Regions from separate parts of the Mus musculus genome. Here region 2 is linked to region 1. Evidence: chromatin contacts called from public promoter capture Hi-C data. All regions are on one chromosome and are shown on one strand. The core of a region is the stretch at or near the end of the contact, and the rest is flanking DNA. Distances in the headings are between cores, read along the strand shown.

What was found. Promoter capture Hi-C pulls out the DNA fragments that hold promoters and counts their contacts.
Region 2: a promoter capture Hi-C map of pre-B cells shows a contact between it and region 1. The contact joins the promoter of 9230114K14Rik here to the promoter of Pacrgl in region 1. A contact is called at or near these places in 1 of 39 promoter capture datasets (pre-B cells) and 1 of 484 Hi-C or Micro-C datasets (rod photoreceptor).

What each region holds. Positions count from the first base shown.
Region 1 is chr5:48,368,573-48,376,045 of GRCm38.p6, reverse strand. It overlaps Pacrgl (PARK2 co-regulated-like), which reads right to left and starts at 3,654. Exons shown (of 9, transcript NM_025755.3): 1 at 3,551-3,654; 2 at 1,799-1,866; 3 at 1,508-1,662; 4 at 436-503. The coding sequence starts at 1,850.
Region 2 is chr5:52,187,096-52,194,568 of GRCm38.p6, reverse strand. It overlaps 9230114K14Rik (RIKEN cDNA 9230114K14 gene), which reads right to left and starts at 3,888. Exons shown (of 4, transcript NR_015537.2): 1 at 3,632-3,888; 2 at 973-1,651. It overlaps Dhx15 (DEAH (Asp-Glu-Ala-His) box polypeptide 15), which reads left to right and starts at 4,023. Exons shown (of 14, transcript NM_007839.3): 1 at 4,023-4,289. The coding sequence starts at 4,219.

The sequences.
Region 1 (7,473 bases), core at 2,405-4,904:
AAGAATGCTTCTTTAGCTTATTTTTCACTTAAATTGGAAGATACTATTTAAGAAATGCAGTTTTGAAATCTGTTTACATTACCTACAAGACAGGTGAGGTTTTTGGTTTGGTTGGGAATTTTATTTTTGCTGTTGTTTTCAATTTGTAGACGTGTATGAATGTTTAATGCTTAAATTAGTTGTACCAAAAGTGGAATCCTCAGCTCAATTTAATTTCTTGAGTTATTTGGTGCTTTCCTACAGATCTTTGAAATTACATATTGGAGTTGATGTTTTTCTATCAACAATATCCAGAGATTTATACCAATTTAATAATCAAGGTAATAAGTTACCTTTGCTTTCAATCTCACTAGTAAATAAATTTTCAACAATTTAAGCTGAATAGTATATTGACTTCATTCAGTTACTCTGAGCTATGGATTATATTGACTTTACCTGCAAGGAATGCCTCCCTGAGAGTAAATAGCTGCGAATGCAGTAGGGGCCCGTGGTTGTTCACCAAACTGAAATTAAAGAACAAAAATATCACCACCACCTCCACTTACTGATGTCTTCAATTTTAATTCTGCTGAGATCAGGCACATGTGCACGTGCACACACACAATACCCCAAACTGTGCAAATCCCTGCTCACCCACTCAACTGTGAAAAAAAACACATAACCAAGGCTTTGTGATTGTTTCTCTTCAACCCCTAATTTGACTCAAAGGTTTGCAGGTGGCTGAATGCATACACAGACCAAAAGTCTTTCCACTTTCTCTCTCATACTGTATAAAGAATCCTGGGATTAAGAATACAGAGAGTAGAGATTTGCTTTTACTAATCACTGTATTGTCACACATGCCCTCTGGTCAAGCATAGATGTGTAAAGACCAGAGAATCTATTTAACTTCTCCAAATACCATTTATGCTTTTGTGAAGCAAGGGGTTGGGCTTGGTAGAATCACAAATCAGGAACAAATCTTATAAACATATATGTAAATGTATCTTCTAGATTATACAAGTGCGCTAAGGAGAGAGAGGACATTTGCTTTTAGCGAGCACTGTATGGCCTGCCTGCCAAGTACAGATATAGAGGTCAGAGGATCTGTGTAACTTCTCCAAACTGGCTTTATGATTCTATTAAACAGAGGATTACAGTATGGCTTCTGGTAGACCAAATTTGCAGAACATAAAAAATGTTTAAGAGTTTTATATGAGCACAGGATGAATTGAATGAGCCACTCCATGGCGGCTGAATGCAAGTTACTAGGCTGACATCCGAAAGTAGCATAGAACAAAAAGCTGACGTTCGATTTACAACATAACAAAATTAACATAGCCAGCTAAAATCTAGCAGAAAGGCAACCTAAGAGAGCATTCACAATGGCTAAACTGGAATCAGCTAAATGCCTATTCCTATAAAATGTACTTCTTTATGTACTGATTTAAAATATACTGTAAAGTATAAAATATAATGTCCTTTTATAAGAAGTAGACAATGTACTGCCTGAGGAAACTGCACTCACAGGGTTAATGGTTTTAGGGTTGAGCTTATCACTTGGCCGAGGACGAGCCCTTCTTGCAGCCTCTGGAGAACTGGTTAATGAGGAGGATTTGCTCCGCTGAACCGTAGTCCTGTGTTTCATTTGTGTGCTTGAGGATGTACGTTGATCATTACTACCTAAAACGAAACTAGCAGAACATCAGTACAAAAGAGGGAATGCAACAGAAACTGATCCTGCATCCACACGGAACACAGACTGCACTGTGAACTAACAAGCCTGGGGTCTCCCTTTGCAAAAAGGAAACCTCTGTACCTGTCGCTCTGTTTCTCAACTGCACACCTCCAGAGCACTCTGATCTCTGCATAGCTTCTCCTTCACCCCTGCAGTTAAAGAAAACAATTTCAGAATCTGTTGATCTTCCAAAAATGAATACAGTTATATACAGATGTGGGTGTGGAGGCCCAAGGTTACCATCTTTTTCAATAGCTCCCTTCCTATGTATTGGGACAGGATCTCTCACTGAGCCCAGAGCTCCCCTTATTGGCTAATATGGCCGGTCAGCTTGTGCCAGGAATCCCCTTGTCAGTGTCTCACATGTGCTGGGATGACAGGCAAATCACCACCTAGGCTCTTAACCGATGCTGTGTGATCAGATTCCTTACCAGCTGAGCCATCTCGTTGGCCCTACTTTCTATTTTAAATCAGTTTCAAAGCCACTGAATCTCTTCACTTGAAACGCTTTTAAACATCCTAGAAAACAGAGCTTCCATTAAGCATTCGAGGTAGTTTGCATCATGTGTCTGTACACATGAACATTACTGTCAGCAAGTGACTGTAGTCATGGAGACCAGAGGCTGACACTGGCTGTCTTCTGCTATTGCTCTCAATCATTTTGGGAACCAGGATATCTCACTGAGCCTAGGGGTTCAACTCAGTTGGTCTGCAAGCCTCTAGGATCTTTCCAAAATACTAAATGTTTGCTTTTTAATCAGAGTCCCATTACATAGAATTTGCTATGTAGCCCAGAGTGGCCTTGAGCTTAGAGCGATCTACCTGCCTATGTCTCTGGAGTTCAGGAGCCCTTAAAGGCATGTGACAGCATATCTGGCAAAAATAATCTTTAACTGCTAAACATATCACTCTTTACTTTAAAAGACAACACAAGTATATTTGGTTTAAAACAATAATATCCACCTGAGTGAATATTATTCCATCACTGACAAGCATGGCCTCATATATTTTATGGAAAAGGCTTACTTCCTCCTTAGACTACTTTGGTCTTTAAATGACTTGAAGTAGGTAGTTCGGTATAGCAGTGACTAAAGGAAATAAAAAGGTGAAAAACACGCTGCTATAAATGCTACCAAGTCACCCCTCATTTCTTCCCTAGAGTTCCACATAGACAAACCAGAAACCCACTTAATGTGGAAGGCTTACATTATGTCACAATGTCAGAGGCGTAAACAACAAACACAACACAGCTTTCATTGGCGTCTCTGCCTACAAGGGGCTGGCGGCACCTGTATATGCTAGGAAATCCATACTATCTTTGCTTTACACATACCAAATTTCAGTAGCCACTAGTGTTAAGATCAGGGCACTGATCGCCAACTTTCTTCTATTCTCTAATTAGAAACCTAGAAAGTTCCAAAAGTTCCAAAAAGTTTTTTTAAAAGTCGCTCAGCTAACGAAGCTGTTGCCCAACTGCAAAGGCGCTTCCAACTGTAACAGCCAAACTCATCCTCTTGTTTAGCATGAGGTAAAATCTGCTTTCCATCTTTCAATCACCCCATCACCATATCAACCCACTTCGCAGCACCTAAGTTCAATTTAGCTCCAGGGTGTTATTAATTACTAAAAACGAGGAAGTGCATAGACACCGTTGGGGGTTGGGGGGGGGGGTGGATAGATACGCGCGGATTCCAGCTACAGAGAACTCAAGCCAAGTTCCCGGAGCCACTGTGCTCTAGGGACCTTAGCAACAAGCTCCGGCGGCTCCAGCCACCGGAAGCCGGCGTGAGAGAGCCCCACACCGAGGCTCCGGCCTCTGGTGCCCGCTCCTACCGCCTCTCCCGCCGCCACCGGCGCTCGCCGCCGCCCTCGTGGGGCTCCCCTCCGGCTCTCCGCACCAAAGCCCTCTGCTACAGCTGCAGGCAGCGGTGATTCAGGAAACCAACTTCAAGTAGCATAGACATCCGGCGCCGCACAGTGACGTCATACGCGCGCCGCTAATGCTAGTCCAATTATAGGGAGACTATAGCGACGCTCAGGAGGTTGCCTGGCAACTGGGGGGCGTTCCAATGGTCACTGTCCATAAGGCTCACCTGTGGACCTTCTCAGGTGACAACAGAGCCCTGGGAAGACCTTAAAGGAAGTTTACGTTTTAGTTTTCGGAGAAAAGACGCTGATTCGCTCTAGTTCTCCGGTCCTGCATCTCTCCAGTCTACGTGCTTAACTCATAGCTTCTCAGGACTATTTAATGTCCTCCAACATGATTGACTGCCTTAGGTCCTGACAGCCATGGGCTTCTTTTAGCTTCCTGTCAGGCTAATTCCTTTCCTTACCATTTCATATGCTCTTAACATTCAACTGCAGAATGCTCTAATTTTATAGTATATAATTATAACATAATTTTAATTTTACAATACTCTAATCTTATAGCTACAAACATTATTTTGTCCTTCATTACTTTCAAGAAATTGGTGTTGGGGCGGGGGGGGGGGTGTGTTCCTTTGCAATTCCATCAGCAATAATTTCGGTAATATCTGTTAAATGATCAAATTCTTTTAGACCTTTCTACTTCACTCTTCTCTAGAAATCTCTTTGTTAAGCCTAAAGTCTTAGCTATTTCCTCAAGTGTGGGGTAGAAGTTTCATGTTTTATTTCAGACCTTAGACCATGTATGATACACAAAATTTTCCAGTTCTTTATTTTAAAAAAATGACCACAAATTATGTAAACCTCCCTTAATTCTAAATAAGACTTTTCTGCTTTATGTTTTTGGTTTATAAAAACCTTGTCAGGGCATCATTCAAAAGTGATGAGTGCTTTCTGGGCCATCCTAGTTTGAGGAGCTTCTAGGAAATCCACGTGAGACTGACTAGAAGGCAGCTGGATAGACCAGATAGAGGTTTGGAAAGAGGTCTAAACCGAGGTGTGGATTTTAGGACCAAAAGCATGTGGGTGATGATAACCAGGAACATGAGGTGAGGTGCAAGTGTTTCTAGAACACTAGAGTGTATGAGAAGCCCCTTCTCGTCTTATTTTAGATATAAGGGAATACTTTATTTTATATAAGAAAATAAAGGGATGAGGTAGGGGTGCCATGTGTATCTACCAATATGGAAAAAAATCTGAAACCACAGAATAGTGTAAGTTCTTTTTGCTGCCACAGACCCACTCTGAAATTTTTAGCTCTGTCTGAGGGTCATTGGTGTGAACCATATCAACTTGCTCTTTATTTTTGGCTTTTATTTGGATTTACTTAGTGAAGAATATTAATAAAAGATTGGGAATTATTGGAGAGTAAAATATTGATTTTTCTACTTTCTTGATCACTGTTCTGCTGTTGTGAAGAGACAACATGACCAAGACATCTCTTATCCAAAAAAAAAAAAAAAGCATTTAATTGGGGACTTGCTTACAGTTTCATTATCATCCATTATCATCATTGAAGGTAGCACACGAGCATGCAAGACACTGGAACATAGTTTAGTGGTTCATCGTGATCCACAGGCTGGAGCAAGAAATATTGGGCCAGGTATGGGTTTTTAAAAGGCTCAAAGTCCAATCCTTAGTTATACACTTCCTCTAACAAGGCCACATCTCCTAATTCTTCTAATACTACTGAAGAGTTCCACTCCCTGGTTACTAAACATTCAAATAAAGGAGCCTGTGATTCGGGCATTCTCATTCAACTTCATTTTGTAATTCTTTTTGCTGCTTCAGACTCACTCTGTCATTTTTAGTACTGTTTGCTCTTGGAAAGCTTGTTGGTATGAATCTTATCAACTGGCTGTTAATTTTTGACTTTTGTTTGAATTTAGCTATTGGAAAATATAAATAAATATTTGGATATTGTAAGTGGATAATGCTAATAAATAACTAATAAATTCTAATAAGTATTCCACTCCCTTGCTGCCATAGACTTGTAGTCATATAATGCCAAAAATGTACTCAGATCAACTTCAAAAGTCTCCATAGTCTATAACATCTCAACATTGTTTAAAAGGCTAAAGTTCAAAGTCTCTTCTGAGATTCAAGGCAATCTCTGTGATCCCTCATGAAACCGAAATTAAAAAAAAAAAGTATGTGATCACATACAGTGGGACAGAATATACATCAAATTACAAAGGGGGGGGAAATGAAGCATAGTGAGGAAAAACTGGACCAAAGCAAGACAGAAAACCAGCAGGGCAAATGTGAAACTCTGATTCGCCATGTCTGATGTCAAAATGTTCTTCAGATCACTTCAGCCTTGTTGACTACAACACACTCCTTTCTCTTGGCTGGTTCCCCCCCCACCCCCCATGTCCCCTGATCTGCAGCTCTCTTTGGTAGGTATCCAATGAATGGCATCTCCAAAGTCTTGGGGTTTCCAACACAATACAGGCATCAACTTTGTGGCTAAATATAATGGCTTCTCTGGGCCTCCACGAAGGGACACTCTTGAAACATTCCTGGCCCCAGTGGCTTTCCTTGACTGTGAAGGTAAATGTCAGGACATATTTCTTGTATCCTTGACACTAAAGCCAGAACCACATGGCTGAAGCTACCAAGTTCTGCTGCTTGATGTGGCAAAGGTAATATGGGAACTAAGGTAGTCTTATCTGGGGGTTGAAGAGAAGACACACACATACACACACACACACACACACACACAGAGAGAGAGAGAGAGAGAGAGAGAGAGAGAGAGAGAGAGAGAGAGAGAAACTAGCATGTATGTGTGGGCTTTTGATAACTTCAGGACACACCTTGGACGTGGAGTCTGCGGACACCCCCAAGGTCCCCAGAGGACTCTCCACGGGATCTTAGGACCTCTGGTGAGTGGAACACAACTTCTGCCAGGAGGCAGGTTCGAACAGCAGATATTTGGGCACCTTCCCTGCAAGAGAAGAGCTTGCCTGCAGAGAGTACTCTGACCACTGAAACTCAGGAGAGATCTAGTCTCCCAGGTCTGCTGATAGACGCTAACATAATCACCTGAGGAACAAGCTCTAACCAGAGACAACTATAACAACTAACTTTAGACATTACCAGATGGCAAAAGGAAAATGTAAGAATCTTACTAACAGAAACCAAGACCACTCACCATCATCAGAACGCAGCACTCCCACCCCACCCAGTCCTGGGTACTCCAACACACCCAAAAAGATAGACCTGGATTTAAAAGAATATCTCATGATGATGGTAGAGGACATCAAAAAGGACTTTAATAACTCACTTAAAGAAATACAGAACACTGCTAAACAGGTAGAAGACCTTAAAGAGAGAGCACAAAAATCCCTTAAAGAATTACAGGAAAACACAACCAAACAGGTGATGGAATTTAATAAAACCACCAAAGACCTAAAAAGGGAAGTAGACACAATAAAGAAAACCCAAACTGAGACAACGCTGGAGATAGAAACCCTAGGAAAGAAATCTGGAACCATAGATGGAGCATCAGCAACAGAATACAAGAGATGGGAGAGAGAATCTCAGGTGCAGAAGATTCCATAGAGAACATCCGCACAACAATCAAAGAAAATATAAAACACAAAATGATCCGAACTCAAAACATCCAGGAAATCCAGGACACAATGAGAAGACCAAACCTATGGATAATAGGAGTAGATGAGAATAAGATTATCAACTTAAAGGGTCAGCAAATATCTTCAACAAAATTATAGAAGAAAACTTCCCAAATCTAAAGAAAGAGATGCCGAAGAACATACAAGAAGCCTACAGAACTCCAAATAGACTGGACCAGAAATTCCTCCCATCAC
Region 2 (7,473 bases), core at 2,639-5,138, 3.8 Mb before region 1:
TCATGTAATCACTTCCACATTGGAACATGGAATCTGGGGGAACCTGTATCTGGTCCCTCGAGTCGTTATTACTCAAAATGGCTCCAGAATAAACCATCTCTTGCTCCTTTTAAGATGAGAACTGTGGGCTTGTGTGTGAACAAGTGTTTGCATGGTTTTCTGGCCTCAACCCTGTAGCAACAGAAAGACAAGAAAGAGGTAAAGCTGCAGGTTCAAAATAAAGAAAACAACACGTGACGTAAGCAAGCCCAACAAGGAGATCAGAATCTAAAACAACTGAATGGGAATTCTGAAACAGAGAGGAAAATGTAGTAAGTAATGCCAACATCATACCCAATCAAGAAAAAAAAAAAACCCATCCATGAACACTGGATGGAAGTCAGTTTACTTGACATTTTCCAGTTAAGAAGGAAAAATTAATCGGGCAGTCACCGTATACATCTTTACTCTCAGCACTCGGGAGGCAGAAGCAGGCAGATCTCTGAGTTTGAGGACAGCCTGGTCTATGGAGCAAGTTCTGGCATAGCCAGGGCTATAAAGAGAAACCCTGTCTCAAGAAACAAAACATCCAAGAAAACAAAAAAAAAAAAAAAAAAAACAAGGAGATGAAAATGGAAGACAGAATTTCGCAAGTAACACAAGCGACCAGTCTAGTGACACAAAGCCATAAGATTGGCTTTGGGTTTCTCAGCAGAGTGCTGGAAGAAACTGCCAGCCAAGGGTACTTAGCCTGAGGAAGCCACCCCCTGAGAAATGCAGAACAGATAGGGTGTTCTCAGACAAATAAAAGCAGAGGGAGTGCACCGCCACCAAACCCGTTCTACAAGAGATGGGAGGGCTGTTCAGGCTGAGATGAAAGGGTGGTGATTAGTAGCCCAAGAGCAGGCGACAAGATTTACACACAGAGCATGATGACAAAATTAAATTCTCTAATATACTGCCCGTGGTAGTGCGCGCCTGAAATCCTAGTACCTGAGAAGCTGAGGCAGGAGGATCCGAAGTTCAGTGCCAGCCTGAGTCTGATCTCATCTCAAAAACCCCCAAACAACTGGAGTCAAGCACCTGGAGTCTTTCTAGGACCCCTGTGGGTCTTTATCTAATGTCTCTTTCCTCAGAGCCTCTTCTTTCAACAGTAGTGGAGACCAAGACCACTTAGCATATGTTCTCACCACCCCAGTCCTCTGTAGATGGCATTCTTAGGACTTGTCTTCACAAAGCAGCTTTCCACGCTGTTAAATGCTGTTTCTCTCCTTCCAGAAAGTTCATGAAGGCAGAAAACATGGCTGTCCTGTTTTGTTATTGTTGTTGTTTTTTGGTTTTTGGTTTTTCCCCGGGTTCTCTAGCACTTAACTTAATGCCAGACATAGACTTAAAAATATCCATTGAATGAATAAATTAAAGATTGGTTGGTGGATAGTCTTGATGTCAACTTGACTGTATCTGAAATCAATTCAAAGCCAAGCAGCTGGGTGTACCTGTGAGCATTTTCTTTTTCTTTCTTTTTTTCTGAGACAGGTCTCATGATGTAGTTCTGGCCATCCCAGAACTCACTAAGTAGACCAGGAGGGCCTGGAACTGACATCCACCCACCTGCTTCTGTGTCCTGAGTGCTGGAATTAAAGGTGTTCTTCCACCTTCTTGGTGGCAGCCCCTATAAAAAGAAGAACGAAGGCTTTGTTCTTTTCCTGCTTGTCTTCACGTTCACTGGCCAGTTCATCTGTCCTGCTGCCAGGGTATTCCTTCCTGGGTTTTAGAACCTATCTTTTGGGATTAACCCCCCCACCCCCCCACCCCCCCCCACCACATACACACATAGACCAAAGATCAGCTGAGACATTCAGCCTCATGGACGGAACAAGTACCGGATTCTTGGCATTTCTGTTGGATGACAGTGACTAGCTAGAACATGATCTATAATTCACTTTAATAAATTCCCATGTGTGTGTGTATACATACATATGTATTTTCATTCCCATATATAGGACCCTGACTAATGCAATTAAGTAATAACAGTATAGAGTAGTAGTTATCTCCTCTAGTTTGGACCATGTCTTAGGATTTTACTGCTGTGAACAGACACCCTGACCAAGGCAACTCTTATAAGGACAACATTTAACTGGGGCTGGCTTACAGGTTCAGAGGTTCAGTCAATTATCATCAAGGCGGGAACATGGCAGCATCCAGGCAGGCATGGGGCAAGAGGAGCTAAGAGTTCTATATCCTCATTTGAAGGCTGCTAGCAGACTACTGGCTTTCAGGCAGCTGGGATGAGGGTCTTAACACCCACACCCACAGTGACACACCGACTCCAACAGGGCCACACCTTCTAAACCACTCCCCAAGCCAAGCATATAAAAACCATCACATCCTCATTAGCCTATATCGGAGAGGTAACTTGCATGAGCTCATCACAGGAATGACCCATTAATACACATTTTGGAGGGAAGAGGATGATCATGGGGGTTTACAAGGCTCAAGACTCTGCACAAGAACTTCAAGAGGACCCTCCTGTCTAGGAACTATAACAAGGAATACAACTGACAGGGGTGGAATTCTTCAGTAATGTAGGTACCTGAAAGATGCTCACAGGACTTTTCAGTGGCTCGTGTGTGTGTGTGTGTGTGTGTGTGTGTGCGCTCGAGTGCATGTGGGGGGGGGGGGAGGAGGGGGGAGAGGGAAGGAGTGAGGGAGGGAGAAAGACAGAGAGAGTCACTATATAGTTCTGGCTGTCCTGGAACTCACTACGTAAAACAAACTGACTCTGAACTCATAGAAATCTGCTTGGCTCTGCCCTCAGGAGTGCTGGGATTAAAGGTACTCACTACCATATCTAGCCTAACAGGTTGTCAATGTACATTTAGACAGTTGTGTTGGATATTGTGAAAGTTACAATATCATCTGTTGTGTTTCTGTTGTATTTAATCTTAGAGATTATCCTTCTGAGAATTTTCGAGGGACTAGAGCCAAGGAGCAGCAAAGGAGAGTCTTGACATGAAGTGATACCCTGTATTTGGGCTGATCCTTAGACCTCTTTCGCCCACACTTCTGGAAATGAATGTAATTGAGTATGCACAATGGCTGAAGGGAGAAAGATACACAACCTCTTAAGTGTCACCTTGCCTCAACAACTTGCCATTACAGTGGAGTCTTAATGGATGAGCTATTTGTTGATTTCCTTCAGTCCAGGTAACCATGTCTATAAAATGTCTTTCAGGGTTCACTCTACTAAGGAGCACAGCAACTAGGCATGCTGGGGCACGCCTTTAGTCCCAGCACTGGGAGGCAGAGACAGCCTAACCTCTGAATTCCAGGCTAGCCTCTTCTACAGAGCTTGTTTGTGGACAGCCAGAGCCACACAGAGAAACCCTGTCTCAAAAAACCAAACCAAACCAAACCAAACGAGGACAGAGATAGGGCTAATGTCTCTGAGTGCCTAATATGCACTCATATACACACAAACGGAGCAAGATTAGGGCAGAGGATTGGAGGCAAAATACAGTGCCCAGTGCGATTACCTCCAATTTTCTGAACCCTATACAAAACACCTATACCTTGAACAAATAGATGTTATCTGTTCTGGGGTGAATGGACAAAACGAGTCACAGTAATTAAAGTTAACATTTTTTCTCACCGCTACAGGGCATCTGGCGCAACAACTGCAAATTCTCGTTCTGGAGTTATAAATTGTGTCCTGCTTTGCCACTTGCCAGCTGTGTGATCTTGTTTTTCTTATCCTTCCTGAGCTTCATACCCTAAAAGCAAAAAGTATATACACAGCTGGATAGATTTCCTAAACAGGACTAGGCTTTTTCAACTTTCCCAACGAACTCCAGGCGGCAAGTGACAGCTTGAGGCGCGTTTCGGTCCTTAGCAGCAGCTCAGATCAGCTCTCAGAGAGACGCGAGGGGAAAGGGAGGAGCCCGCGGGAACTCAGAGCCATTTCAGCCAATCGCACAGCGGGCGGGACGGGAGTTCCCGCCTCCGGACGGCGTGCGCGCGCACCACGCCGGCACGCCCGCCGCGGAGGCGCGCACGCAGGCCCTGCCCTCGTCGCGGCCGCCATTTTAGCTCCTGGTTCGGGCCGCACGGAGCGGGCTGTGGTGGCGGGAGGGGTGGGGGTCCCCGCGAGTTGAGCCGCGGGCCTCTTGTGCGTGGATCCGGCTGCCGGAGTCTCTCTTCTTCCCTCCTTCCTAAGCGTCCGCTTCTGGGAGTGCGAGGATGTCCAAGAGGCATCGGTTGGACCTGGGGGAGGATTACCCCTCCGGCAAGAAGCGTGCGGGGACCGATGGGTAAGCCAGGCCGGGGCGCGCAGTCGCGGCTCGGGCTTTGTTGGATGGTGGCGGGGAGCAGGCCCGGCTGCCGAGCCTTTGTCTGCCGTCGGCCGGCTGGGGCGCGTGCCGAGTGTGTGCGGCCGGGGCGAGCGGCCTGTGGCGGCCACGAGGCCGCGGAACGGCGGGCGTGCGGAGCGGGCCGCGAGGCCTCGGTGCTCGCGTGAGGCCCGCAGCCGGAACCGGATGGCCAAGGGCACTGCCCCCGTGGGCGGCGGCGGGCGCTGTCTGTTTTGGGGGAGGATAGAGGCGAGCCGACCTCGGGGCGCACTGTTTGGCGGGAGACGAAGGGCCTTCTTCCATTGAGGCACTTCAGGAGAGGCCGTTGCCAACTTCCGCCCTCTGCCTGCCCTCCCGCCATCTCCTTTATTTCCTGCTTTGCTTAAAAGCCGGCTTTGCTTTTAAGTAGCATCACTGGGGTAGGCCTGTGAAAACACGTATTTCCCCCTCCGCTCTGGAAGTTATTTCTATCTCCTCCCCACTTTGGACGCACTTTTCAAAAAAGTGATCTTAAGCGTGTTTGAACAAACAACACCCACGTGCAGATTGAGAAAGGCTTACACCGATTCCTGGTCTGGCATTTTAGTTCCTTTTCTTAGACTTTTCGCAAAGACAGGGCATTTAGCAAGTAAGCAGTTGTATTATCATTTTCCAGTCTTTTCTTTCACAGTTCATACTTAAAATGTACTTTTGTTTATATTCCTACCCTCCCATTTTAATTAGTTGTATGTTTATGCTTCGGCAGTACAGGGATCTGTTGGGTTAATTAAAAAATATATCCACGGAAGTCCAAATGTCCAAAACAGTTGTAGGATTTTATCATTTTCTTATGTCTTGTGACACCGACTCGCTGTCAAGTCAGATGTGTGGTCTCTTGAGTTTTTGTTAACGGAAAGTCCTTTGGGATTGATTTCTAACTACCAGTGTGAGAATAGGTCAGGATAGGATGCGTTCTGTCGCTCTCCTTAGGTTGAAATATTGAATACGGAAAGCAGGTTTGTTATGTTTTGATTGTGTAGGTTTTTTTTTTTAAAGCTTATAACACTAAGCATTGTAATAATAAAACATCCCAAGACAGCTGTTCTCTCAAGCAAACATTCCAAATGTTAGTAATTGAGCTCCATCAGTTCTTAGGTAGAAACAGCTCATGAATATTCTCCAAGGGAGAGCAAAGTTGCAGTGAGCTTTTTCCATAGATTATAGTGGTATGTAGAATTCTCCTTTTCTCAACAGGAAACTTAGTACTGTAGTTAGGCATCACAACCTGTCATAAATGGCATTTATATTGGATTGATAAAGTGGGGAACTTCTGTGAAGTTAAAGTTAATGTCACATTTGGCTAAGATGCAACTAATTTCTCTCCTTATAGAGGTCACATTGGGATGAACACTGAGTTTGTGCAAGCAGAGTTTTTTTGTGTGTATGTTCACGACTCAATGCTTTTATTGCAATTGGGGCTCCACATTACAGTGATTATGGTCATTTCTCTTGCAAAACATACAACATTGGCAAAATGGACTTTGCGTATATCGCGGGTAGCTTCATGTTTCCTCTGAATATTTCATATTTGTCACTAAGTACAGGAGAGTCCTTGATTTCTAGAGATTCTGCAAGGCAGTTTTTGCAGTTTCCTAAGTTTTTTGAGTACCTTTTCTTATAGAACTGGTTTTCTTTAGCAATACAGTATTTGTGCTTGGTATTTTTTTTTTTTTCCTTACTTGATTTGAAGGCACTTTTGACTGCCAGGGACTCTTTGCTTCCCTCCCTCCCCCTCTTTGCTCTTGTTTAGTGTATTTGACAGCATAGGCTTGTTCATTTTGTCACCCCAGCTGTCACCAGACCTTGCTGTCTCCATTCCAGCACGTGTGGGTGGGGGTGGGGGTGGAGGGGCGGCCAGGAGAAGAAACCACGGAGTCAGTTACCTCCTCTTGACCATGATGGCCTCAGGGGTCAACCCAGTTTTTCAGTCTGAGCCATCTCACCAGCTCCCAAGAAATCTGGGAAGGACATTTTTATCCTAATGGTTCTTAATATTCCTGATAAGAATTTGTAATTATGTGTTTCACTACAATCCCGTGGTAGCTGAAATTAAATAATAAGATGATAAGATGCAAAGGGCAAGAAATTTTCACACATAAATGTATAAAGAAAAAAGCAGTAAGCTACTACAAATCATTATTTCCATCTTTGGAGTCCATACTTATTCCTAAATACAAAATGTAATATCAGTGAGCTCTTGGGATTTGGGTCCCATTGGCTGTGTAGTACAGTAGTTGTCTCTTGTCTTGCTCATTGGTGTTAAGTGCTTTCCTCGAATTTTCTGTAGATGAAAGTATGAGTATCCTTATGTATGCACGTTAATGCACATGCTTAGAAGTTCCCAAAGTGAGACTGTCAGAAAAAAAGTAGTTTATATAAAATATCTAGAGTAGATGACTAGTTTCCATACTTACTAGCAGTATATTAGTGCCTATTATTATTCCAAGTACAATTTAAACTGAAACATCAGTAGTAACCAGTGTTTGTTGGTACATTTCAGATATTCCAGGCATTATTACATGTATTATCTTATTAAATGTTTTTAGTTCCATCTTAAAAGCCACAGCTTGCATGTGAGCAAGAAAACATTGTTCTTAATAATTGTCAGTGTTGACTAAAGTGCTGTTTAAAGCACTTTTCCTTCCTTCCTTCCTTCCTTCCTTCCTTCCTTCCTTCCTTACTTCCTAAAAAGAGACAGCATCTCTCTACTACTGCGTAGCCCTGGCTATTAGAAACTCACTATGTAAACCAGGCTGGCCTCCAGCATAAGCAAGAGATCAGCCTGCCTCTGCCTCCTGAGTGCTGGGAGTAAAGGCATGTAACCATCACACTGAGATTGTTTTTAGTTTCTTTAAAGTTAAAAGCATTGCTTCAACTTGAAAATTTTTATGAACAAAACTTTTATAGTTAAAGTTTCCATTTAAACAAGAAAATGTGTATATGGTCATGTCTATAATGTATACAATGTGGAGAGGCCATGGATCCTCATCTAACAGACCTTTTGTATCATCATCATTCAGAGTAGCCAGTGTGAACTGCAGCAGCGTTCCTAGGCATTGCATCAGTTTTCTGCATATCCCTAAATGTTTCTTGATAGTTGATGTTT